Regions from separate parts of the Rattus norvegicus genome. Here region 1 is linked to region 2. A link is a contact called in public Hi-C data. All regions are on one chromosome and are shown on one strand. The core of a region is the stretch at or near the end of the contact, and the rest is flanking DNA. Distances in the headings are between cores, read along the strand shown.

Region 1 (5,068 bases), core at 1,847-4,346, 230 kb after region 2:
GTAAAGATTTATGAATCAGCATAGGAGGCCTGGGCTGATAAAGTACAATAGATGTGTGTGTGTGTGTGTGTGTGTGTGTGTGTGTGTGTGTGTGTGTGTGTGTGTGTGTGTGTGTGTGTGTTGTATAAACACAAGACAGGAGCAGTTTTGCTAGAAAAAGCATTGACTCAAAGCAAAGGATGAACTTTGGCTCCGTTATCTTACCAGGACCTAACCCACCCAAACCACTCAAAACCTGCTTGTTTACCCCAAATCTAAAACAACAGCGCCTATGCTTCATATCTTTCTAACAAAATGGAAGATTGGGCTCTCTTAGAAAGCATCCTGAAAGGCACACCTAGTTTAACAGGCATGGGAGGAAGGCAGGAGATTGTAGTGGAAACTAACTAGAGTCTAACTAATAGTTAGACTCATGCACTTCTTAGTTGTATAAACATGTTAGAATACCATGTGTTGCTTTTTTGATTTAAAGAAAGTTGATCATGAATCCTTTTGTTTTGTTATGTTTTCATTAAGATTTCTGTATTAATAGTAAAACTAGACTTCTCAGCCAAGCCATGGAAATGTTCAGGGAGAGGCCATTCCAGTTCGCTACAGCGGGAAACATGGGAACACACAAATCCCATCCAGCTGTTGGAAGGGATACCACAACATCCTAGAAGCCAGAACTGTGTATCCCAACGGGGCTCCACACCTGGGACCCTCTTATTCTCGCTTCTTTGGGGCAAGTGTCTGTTCCAGTGCACAGTGTCTTCTGCATGTCTGCCCTCGGAGAAATCAAGGCTACTCCCTAGTCATTTCAAATGGTTTGTTGTTTGCACGATTTCCAGACCCCCACTGAATAAGCCGGTTTCAACCCTCAAACCCAGTTCCAGCTGGTTACTGCAGGCAGATTTATGAGAAGTCTTGTCTGGAGACAAGAGGAAAATATTGGGTAATTGGGGCAGGCTCTTCCAAGAGGCTGTCTGTGGTATGTAACTAGACTTCCACTCTGAGGCAAGACACAGACTGGGTCATGTTACCTAGACTTGCTAGAACCACACTGGGCTCCATTCACAAAAACCACACCCCATGGCCCAGGGTAGGGAGTGGCTCAAGGCCACAGGCACCTTTTCCCAAATGTAGCAACCTGGTGTGAAACCTGAAAGAGTCTACTTTTCCCGTGGTCAGTGCTTGTGACTAAAAATGAAGCAAAGCTAGAATTGTATGACTCCCAGAGTTGGAAGATGACAGAGGGTGTATATCCAGAGAGTAATCTCAAATGACACTTGAGAGTCCCAGGGTTCAGAGCCAGCATCTCAGGAGACAAGGGGTAAAACAGTGGGACTCTAGGATACCCATTCTGGCTTCAAGAGTAATTTCCCATTGCCTATTTTGTAATTTGCTTCTTCCTGTGAGTGCCAGACAACCTTATGGTCGGATCGCAATATGGAATCCACATCCAAAGGAACAGCTGTCCATCAAAAACTACATAAGTACATTACTACAAAAGTAATTCAAATCTATACCCAAGCTCTAAAGAAAAAGCCCAAGGGGCAGAGTGCATATTTAATGCACACCAAGTTATCTTTTAAAAATCCATTACTTCTGATTTCTGCCATTCTCAATATTCTTCACACAAACGACAGCTGCTTCCTGAGCACTTGCTATCCCCCCTGCCCTCACAGATAGACCAAAACCTTTCCATGACATCCAGTCTGTACGGTTCATCCACCCCCTCAGCCCCTGTTCTGCCCCAGTTCCCCACTGTATAGCTCAAATTAGTCTGGCTTCTGAGGCTATTGAAAGTCCTTCTTCCCGATATTCCCCCCACACACACTCCCAACTCCCACCCCCGCCTTGGTTTGTTTGCTGTATACAGGAAAGTCCACACTCCAATGAACCAAATATGAATCTCCGGCAGACAGGAAAGGCAGAAAACTGTGAATTCTAAAGCACTTGGTCATTCTTCCCTACTGCGTTAAGATCCTATAGAAAAAACATCATTTTCTGAAGGTGGCCCTAACCTAACAGTACCAGATTTCATTGTTCTCCTTGAGACAAAAATCCTCTTGCTTATTCCCATCATCCAGTAGAAATGGCTAAACATCTGAAATTCCCACATTTTGTTCCTGTGGCTTGGCTAAATAAAAATATATTCTTTGAAGCAGATAAATATCTCCATCACTAATCGGTGTTACTGTTAGTGTTCTGTGAATTTATTTATTAGCTAACCAGGGAACCAGTGAATCTTAGGAATATTGGAGTTGAGAGTAAAGGGGAAAAGATTCCCAAGTTTGAGGTGATCAGGAAGAAGACCCAGAGAACATAGCCAACAAAATAAAGGGCTAGTGTATGGGGAAGAGGTAGATTCTAAAACACCCAGTGTTAGGACCCTTGCCCTGGCCCCAGCCATCTTGAACTTGAACCACATGACCATCCCAGAAGCCCCAAGCTGTCACTGTCCATCTACTGTGATCCAGGCATATTTTTTGGAGTTGTGTGGCTTCTCCTGAAGTCCTCAGTAAATGCAAACTCAGTTTCCCTCCCTCTTCTCCAGCCAATCCCACCTGGGACTCAAGAGCTGGTTCTAAATACTCCCCACGCCCAGCCTATACTGTCATCTTGCTCTGTCTCCTATCCCAAATTTCACCCGAACCATTATTTCTACTACAACCAGAGCCTGTTTGTGACCAAACCCCAGCTGTCTCTATGACCTAGAAAACTCTTGCTTCTCCAAAGTCCTTCCCCTCAGTCTCTCCCAGTTATCTCTAATTGTTCACCATGAGTTGCACCAGCATCTCCAGCCACTGAAGACTTCCATCACTTAGGAGTTGCAACGGTTGCTGCCTCACATCACATGACGTACTGCCAAGTCATGTCATTGTCAGATTTCTCGACATGCTGTCAAATGGGTGATGCAGAGAGAGAGTAGATGAATGAGTGCTTTAACATCTGGCAGAGGAATTTGTGAGATCTGGCCACCTGGCAGCTCCCCATAGTGATATATGTTCATAATAACAACAGCAGTCAAAACAGGAAATACATGGAGAGGTTACTGTCCGTTAGTCATCTGTCTTGAAGCCCTGTCTGATCTCAGCAACAGTGGCACTCGTTGTTTGTAAGGCCCCAAGAATTTGCACACTGAGCTGAAGGACCCATGAGCTAAAATATCTAGGGCAAATTCCTCCAGGAAGCTGTGCCCTGGTGAACCGTTTAGGAGGCAATGTGCCCAAGGTTGAATACAGCTCTATCATTTGTCATCCGCGTGACCATGAGTTACAGAAGGTTTTCATCACCCTGCCTCAGGTAAAAGCAATATCCAATACTCATCATTGCTCTCTTGGGCTCAAATCAATAGGCAAACTCACAAGACAGCAACAGACTCCACCTTTGGCATTAGTTTATTTGGAAGTTTATCAGATATTCTCCCACATAGGAGTCCTTGCCATGGTCAACACAGTAAGATTCAAGAGTTAAAATTTATACCAACCAGGAATTCCTGTGGCTTAATAACCCTCGTGCCTTCTACTCTCCACAAAGATCTAGTGCCAGTCCTTGCAACTAATCTGTAAGCACAGGTCCCCCCACAATAAGGGCATTGCCAGTTCCAAGAGTTAAATAAAGCCCAAAACTGTAGCTTCCTAACACAGATTTGTGTGCTCCTGGTATAGAAACAATTTGCAATCAAGTGTCAGCCTCACCATAAGCAATGTTGCCTAGCACCGGGGTTGACAATATCATCATGACTGACTTCCATAGTAACAGTTAAGCAGTTTTCAGAGGTCAAATTGCATGTGTCAGGGGAATTTGATTAGTTTAGCTCTTTTACCTACGAGATAATAATGGAAACTATCTCACACTGTTATCCCAAGGTGATGAATTCATTTATGTCCAGATTTTAAAACACATAGAGTATAGTTGTTTCAGCTACTTCTAAATATTTCATCAAATTGACTTCTGCTTGGGTTGACCAGAATCCCTTTCTACTGGTACTTTACAGACGCTTAGTGACCCCAGAGTAGCTAACAGAGGAACTATCTGAGACAGGCAGTGTGAGTCAAACCAGTTCTTATTCCTTAGTCTCACCTGTCTACAGTGGACACATGAGAGCTTGAAGCTTCCTATTCACCCAAAGCAACAGAGGCCTGGGGCTCATGTGGCTTCTAGCCCAGGGCCAACGACATCCATGTTATAAAGGAAGAAGCAGTGTTACTCCATTAACCTTTTTCTGTGATTCTCAATCTCTTTGCTAAGTAATCTCTTCAGGACCAGATGTACATTTCTGTGGAGTGGAGTGGCAGAACAGAGAAGATGTGAGAAGAGCTCACCAGGGACCAGGGAGCTTGAACCCAGATCAACAAGACCAGAATTCTATCCTCATGGGATTTTTTTTTCTCCCAGAACAAAGACTACAATCCAGCGAGGAGGAGAATACAATGAAACATCCTAGAAGAAGTCCTCCAAATGGCATACTCATTTCCTCCTGCCATCTGACAGATAGGAATGACCCTATCAGCAGATCTTGTTCCTCTCGGTCTCAATGAGGTAACCGTCCGGTGTGGAAACACGATGACTCACTTCGCAGCCTTCCTCCCTCCTGTCTCCTTTTTATGGCCACGGTGTCTGGTTTTTGCAATTGATCAGTCCCCACCTTGTTCCAGATTCCCCGAATCCCTTCCCTCCAACACCCTGGGTCAAAGCTGGTTTCTGACTAAAATAAGCAGAGCGAGAAACCAAGGCGACTTTCTGGTCCTGGCGTTGGGGGAGTTGACTGGGCCTGTTCATCTTGTTAAAGGGAGCGTTTATACCTACACTATTGACTTAAAGAACTAAAAAGACAGTTTTTTTTATTTAAAAATTGGAGGTTAGATGGAGACAAGAAGTGTCTGTGTACAAGCTGAAGATCTCCCACTCTTTCCCCTTCAGAAGGGTTGGCATAGAACAGTCTACAGCCATTCCCTCTACACTTGACTTCCACCATCTTACCTATCTTACTGCAAAATCATTCTCATTTTTTCATAAATGTTTAATTTACCCTTCCTGAATTCAGTATACCCACAAAATAACAGGATGAATAGACTAGTTT
Region 2 (4,942 bases), core at 978-3,477:
CTCTGTGCTCTGAAAGGAATCAAGCCTAGGCCTAAAGTGGAACTGTCTGGCTAACCAGCGTGTGTCACTTTAGCTGTTCCCGAGGACCCCTTTACTGTAACACAACATAGAAAAAAGAACTAAGCAGCTGAGACACGGAGTCACAGAGGGGCCATGGGGAGTGGCAGATGCCCTCAGTGTCTGCAAGTCTCATGCAGTCAGCAATCGCCTTCTATGAGAGTTAGCACTGACTCATGGTTCTTGAGAAGCTCATGCCGTGGAGAGCCAGTAGGTTGTCCAACCCCTCCTCTAAAGAGGTATCTGAAACCTTGCAGGGCAGTCCATCTGAGTCCCAGAATTAGTGGCAAATGGTGTAATAAGACAAAGTGACAGGGAGTCACCAGAGAGGTACCTTTTGAGAAAACACAGATCTGTCTGCTGACTAATTGTTCCTCCCTAAGCCTCAAATACCTATTTTTTTCCAGTGAAGTTAATCCTTAAAGTTAAAAGAAAAATGTTGATCCAAACAACCTTTTAAATGCCAGGCATAGAAACACAGTGAGACACAGCTTTCATTTGAAAGTCCAGCGTCCACTTCTCATTCAAAGGGCATCGTTACTCAACCGCCCATCAAGACCTGGGACAGCACAGAACAGGTCATCCTGGAAGATAGAAAAGGACAGTGCTGCATGACACAAAGATGTCAGGTTGAAAAAAAAATGTCATCAGAGAGCAGGAGATGATGTCAGCGGAAGACAGGAAGACCCAGAAAATGTGGTGGCCAAATTGCAAAGTACAGTAACAGAAGGAATACCAGCGGGGTCGCCAAAGAGAAGCCTCACTGCTCAGTTTAGCCTGCATCTCCAGGTAGCAGCTCCTAAGAGATTGCTATAGGAAGACAGAAGAGATGGGATATCAAAAGGCGTTCTACCCCTCACAGCAGTGCCCTCCAACCCTCCTGATGCTGCGACCCTTTTATAGAGCTTCTCCTGTGACCCCCGACCATAGCATCACTTTCCTTTCTACTTCCTAACTGTAATTTTGCTACTGTTGTGAGTTGTAACAAACATTTGTGCTTTTGAATGGTCTTAGGGTAACCCCTATGAAAGGCTCCCTCAACCCCCAAAGGGGTCGCGCCTCATAGGTTGAGAACCCTGCTTTACAGGAACTCGTTTGTCCCACTCTGGTCCTATGTTACCATTGTGGGGCAATGTTTCCATGTGACAGTTCCTGCAAACAGCCTTCCTTACCCTTCTTCCTGTGTTCTATGATGTCACCATTCACTGGGTCAGGAGGATCTTCTGTCTATTATCTTTACATTCTCTAACTATATTTCTTAAGATTTATGTCTTTTCATTTTATATGTATGAGTGTCTTCCTTGCTGTATGTCTGCTTACCTTGTACATCCAGTGCCGGTAAAGGCTGGAGGAAGAACTTGAATCCTCTAACCTCTGGACCTGAAGTTACAGATGGTTGTCAGCAACTATGTGGATGTCAGGAATTGAACCCCTGGTCCTCTAGAAAATTCACAAGGGCTCTTCACTGCTGAGCTACCTCTCCAGCCTCCCTTCAACTTCTTCTAAGTATTTAAACTCAATGATAAATTTTGCCAGAAAAATATCCCTGTATTGTTGCTGGCCTGCCTGCCAAGCCATGGGTCCAGGGGAACTTGGTTAAACTTTGCTTGGTCCAGATGTTTCAGAGGAAGTCGAGTATACCAGAGAGCCAACTGGTCCTTTCAGAGTCAGAGAAAGGTTTTGGTTGGTATAGAATCTTAATGATGTCATTTCACATGTAGTTACCATAGCCTGGTAAGATGGCTCAGTGGGCAAAAGTCCCTGAGTTCAACCCCCAAGTCCAGGTGGAAGGAGGAGAGAGCCAAATCCTACAAGCTTTCCCTGACCTACACATGTATGCCACGGTACAGGTGCATTTGTATATAAGTAAATAAAATGGCATCTAAATTTTTAAAAAGTAGCCACTACAACAAACTTAGTGGAAAAAGCTGAGTGCCTTTGGAAGCTCTGTTTGTTCACACTTACGCAACCTTCTTCTTCTTCTTCCTTCGGCTGCTAGGAAGAAGCTCTCATCCCTGAACCATACAAAGGATGCTGACAAAAAAAGAATCACTTTATGAACAGTTTCTTGCACCGGCATTTTGCTTCCGAGCCTCCAAAGTGACTCATCCAAGTAAGACTGGGTGCCACAGCCCTCGTCCCGGGAATGGCTGCTGAGTGAATGACTAATATTTCACACTGTAGAGAGAGCAGGAAGTTGGCTCTGCGTTTATTATTGGAACCAGACACTAAGGAGCTGTTTCTAAGAGCACTTGAAAATACTTGAGCCCCGAGGAATGTGGCTTACCTACTTTGCTTCATTCTTGCTATTAAGGTCAAAGGTGACTTTGCCTCCGAGTGGGTTTTGGGTGGGGGTGACAAAAAAAATCAAGTGGTGAGAGAGATTTGAATGTTGACATTGCATGTCACAAATGTACTAGAAGAAAGAAAGAAGACCTCAAACTGATTCTGACTTACGTGTTGCTTTCATTGCCTGGTCAGGTGAGATTCAATTGGCAGTGTCTTCTACCTGGGAATTAGGGTTCCCTTCTAACCTAAGCCAACAGTGAAACTCCATTCTTAAATGATGATACTGATGGTGGTGGTGATGGTGATGGTGGTGATAATGGTGATGGTGGTGGTGATGGTGATGGTGGTGATAATGGTGATGGTGGTGGTGATGGTGATGGTGGTGGTGATGGTGATGGTGGTGGTGATGGTGATGGTGGTGATAATGGTGATGGTGGTGGTAATGGTGATGGTGGTGGTGATGGTGGTGGTGGTGGTGGTGGTGGTGGTGGTGGTGGTGGTGGTGATGGTGGTGGTGGTGATAATGGTGATGGTGGTGGTGGTGGTGGAGGTGACGGAGGTGATCGGTAACTTTGGATGCAGAGATAGCTCAGTCTATAAAGTGTTTGAGGACCTGAGTTTGATCTCCAGCAAACACATGTGAACATAAGATGAGAAGAGAAGGCCTGTGTCTGCAATCCCAGCAGTGGGGAGTAATCGACACAGTGAATCTCCCAGACTGGATGCCCAGACAGACTGGACTATTTGTCAAATCCCAGGTCCTGGTGAGAGACACTGTCTTTAAAAAGAAGGTGAATGGTTTCTGAGGAAGAACAGATGAGGCTGACTTCTGTCCTTTACACAGACAGACAGACAGACAGACAGACAGACAGGCACAAGCTAAAATGCAATTATTATATCCTTCATTGGTTTGGGTAGGAAAACTGTTCTTAGCCTATGGATTAATATTATTTGGAGACTGTGTCAGTCTTTTTGTCAAAGGACATTTCTTCTCTTTTTTCTACCTGATTAGTGTTTCCTCACACCACACTTAACAACACAGCAAGAACTCTGTCCGTAGCCCAGTACCATCAGCTAACCTGCCACCAGGCTAGCATCAAGTAGAAGGAAGCATTGTCACAGTGAACCTCGTTCCAAGATGTCCCTTAGATGAGCTTTTGAGCCTTCTCCCCACCCCCACCCCCGCAGAGAACCACAGGTGAAAATGGATCTTTCACGTCTTCTCTCTCTCCTCTCTTTGCAGATTCACCTGTTGCTGTAAAATTATAAAAAAAAAAAAAAATCTGTCTTTTACCCTGTCCTAGGTTTGGCACCGCAGTGTCCTAAGATATCTGGTAGACGTCTTCATCTCAGTCAGCAAAGCCTCTCACCCACTTTGCTCCACCCCATATCACACTGCCGATGGCTTCTCTCTGACCCTGGCAACAATTTCTCTACCCATCTAGTTCCCAAGGCAGGCTGCCACCATGTCAGACACACACATCCCAATTCTGTGGCAGCCCAGTGTCTCCAGCCACCACACACTCTCTTGAAATCAATTAAATCGCCACATGAAAGAACACACAACACAATAACCTCTGATCCAATGATAATATATAATTGCCCACCTAGACATACAAAGCCCTGTACACATCCATCCCTTTAGAACATTCATAACAACCTGTAAATGTGCAGAGGGGAGTCTTAACATCCATCTCCATGTTCTCTCCGCTGCTCCTCTCTCCTCCCTCTCTCCAGCCTCCTCTCTAAAACTTTTCTCCCGCCCATCCTTCCCTCTCGTCCAATGACAGGCCTCATTCCACCTGGTACCTGCCTTCACCTCATAATGACATCATCCTACAGTCACCGTACACAGTAAAACCGTGAAAACCACGTGGTCTTCAGGTCAGACCAGCAGACACTCGCAGGCCTTGTCAGATTGCTTTTTCCCATTAACAGTTTTACAAATAACAGCTGAAGGTTATGATTGCTCCATAGAGGTGAACTTAACGTTTATAAACGGTAAAACTCCCTGTCCTCACAAACAGAGACGTAGACTTTGATCTCTCAGTTTATAAGCCAGTACCATGGAGCAGCGACCCTTCCTGTCTCTGCACGTCAGTTCACACACAATTCACTGGGACAAAGGGTAAAGCTGGCCCTTTCCGCCTGTTTGGAATTTGGAATAAAAGCAGAACCAATTTAGCAAAAAAAGTTGGCATTTTTAATTCCCCATTCTCACGCTCAAAGATGCTGAATTATTTAAGGTATCTTTCCACATCTCCCCACCAATAAAATATCAGTTCACCAAGATGTTGTCTAAATCAGCTCCTCGGTGTATTTCCCTTTCCTTCTTTCTCCTACCACGCATGACTCTTATTCTCCTCCATCATAAAAGGTACCTCAAACATCCTCCGAGTTGACTTTTCCCTCCTCCCTTCCCTTTGGAACTCCGGAAATGGGTAGACGCAATCTGACACATGGCTGTTCACCAGGAAGACACTGCCCGGTGCCTTTTTCCTTATAGAGATCTGTCTGCATGCCGACAGAAATTCTCATTGTCTGAAACCAGTGCTTTGGACATTGCATTTAAAAGAAAAGGAAAGGCATCCTGAAG

What was found. Hi-C and Micro-C count contacts between places; a contact is called where the count stands out from the background.
Region 1: a contact with region 2 is called in a Hi-C map of the A7r5 cell line, with 1.4 times the contacts expected there. The contact joins two enhancer-like sites. A contact is called at or near these places in 2 of 12 Hi-C or Micro-C datasets (the A7r5 cell line and liver).

What each region holds. Positions count from the first base shown.
Region 1 is chr9:81,183,750-81,188,817 of GRCr8, forward strand. No RefSeq gene overlaps it. Among named protein-coding and RNA genes, the nearest start is that of Mreg, 110 kb to the right of the region's middle. Within about 2 kb of position 3,097, at least 3 of the 93 cell types and tissues checked have an H3K27ac peak or open chromatin away from gene starts, as enhancers often do. A contact at or near this core is called in the A7r5 cell line, where this site is marked.
Region 2 is chr9:80,958,749-80,963,690 of GRCr8, forward strand. No RefSeq gene overlaps it. Among named protein-coding and RNA genes, the nearest start is that of Fn1, 250 kb to the left of the region's middle. Within about 2 kb of position 2,228, at least 19 of the 93 cell types and tissues checked have an H3K27ac peak or open chromatin away from gene starts, as enhancers often do. A contact at or near this core is called in the A7r5 cell line, where this site is marked.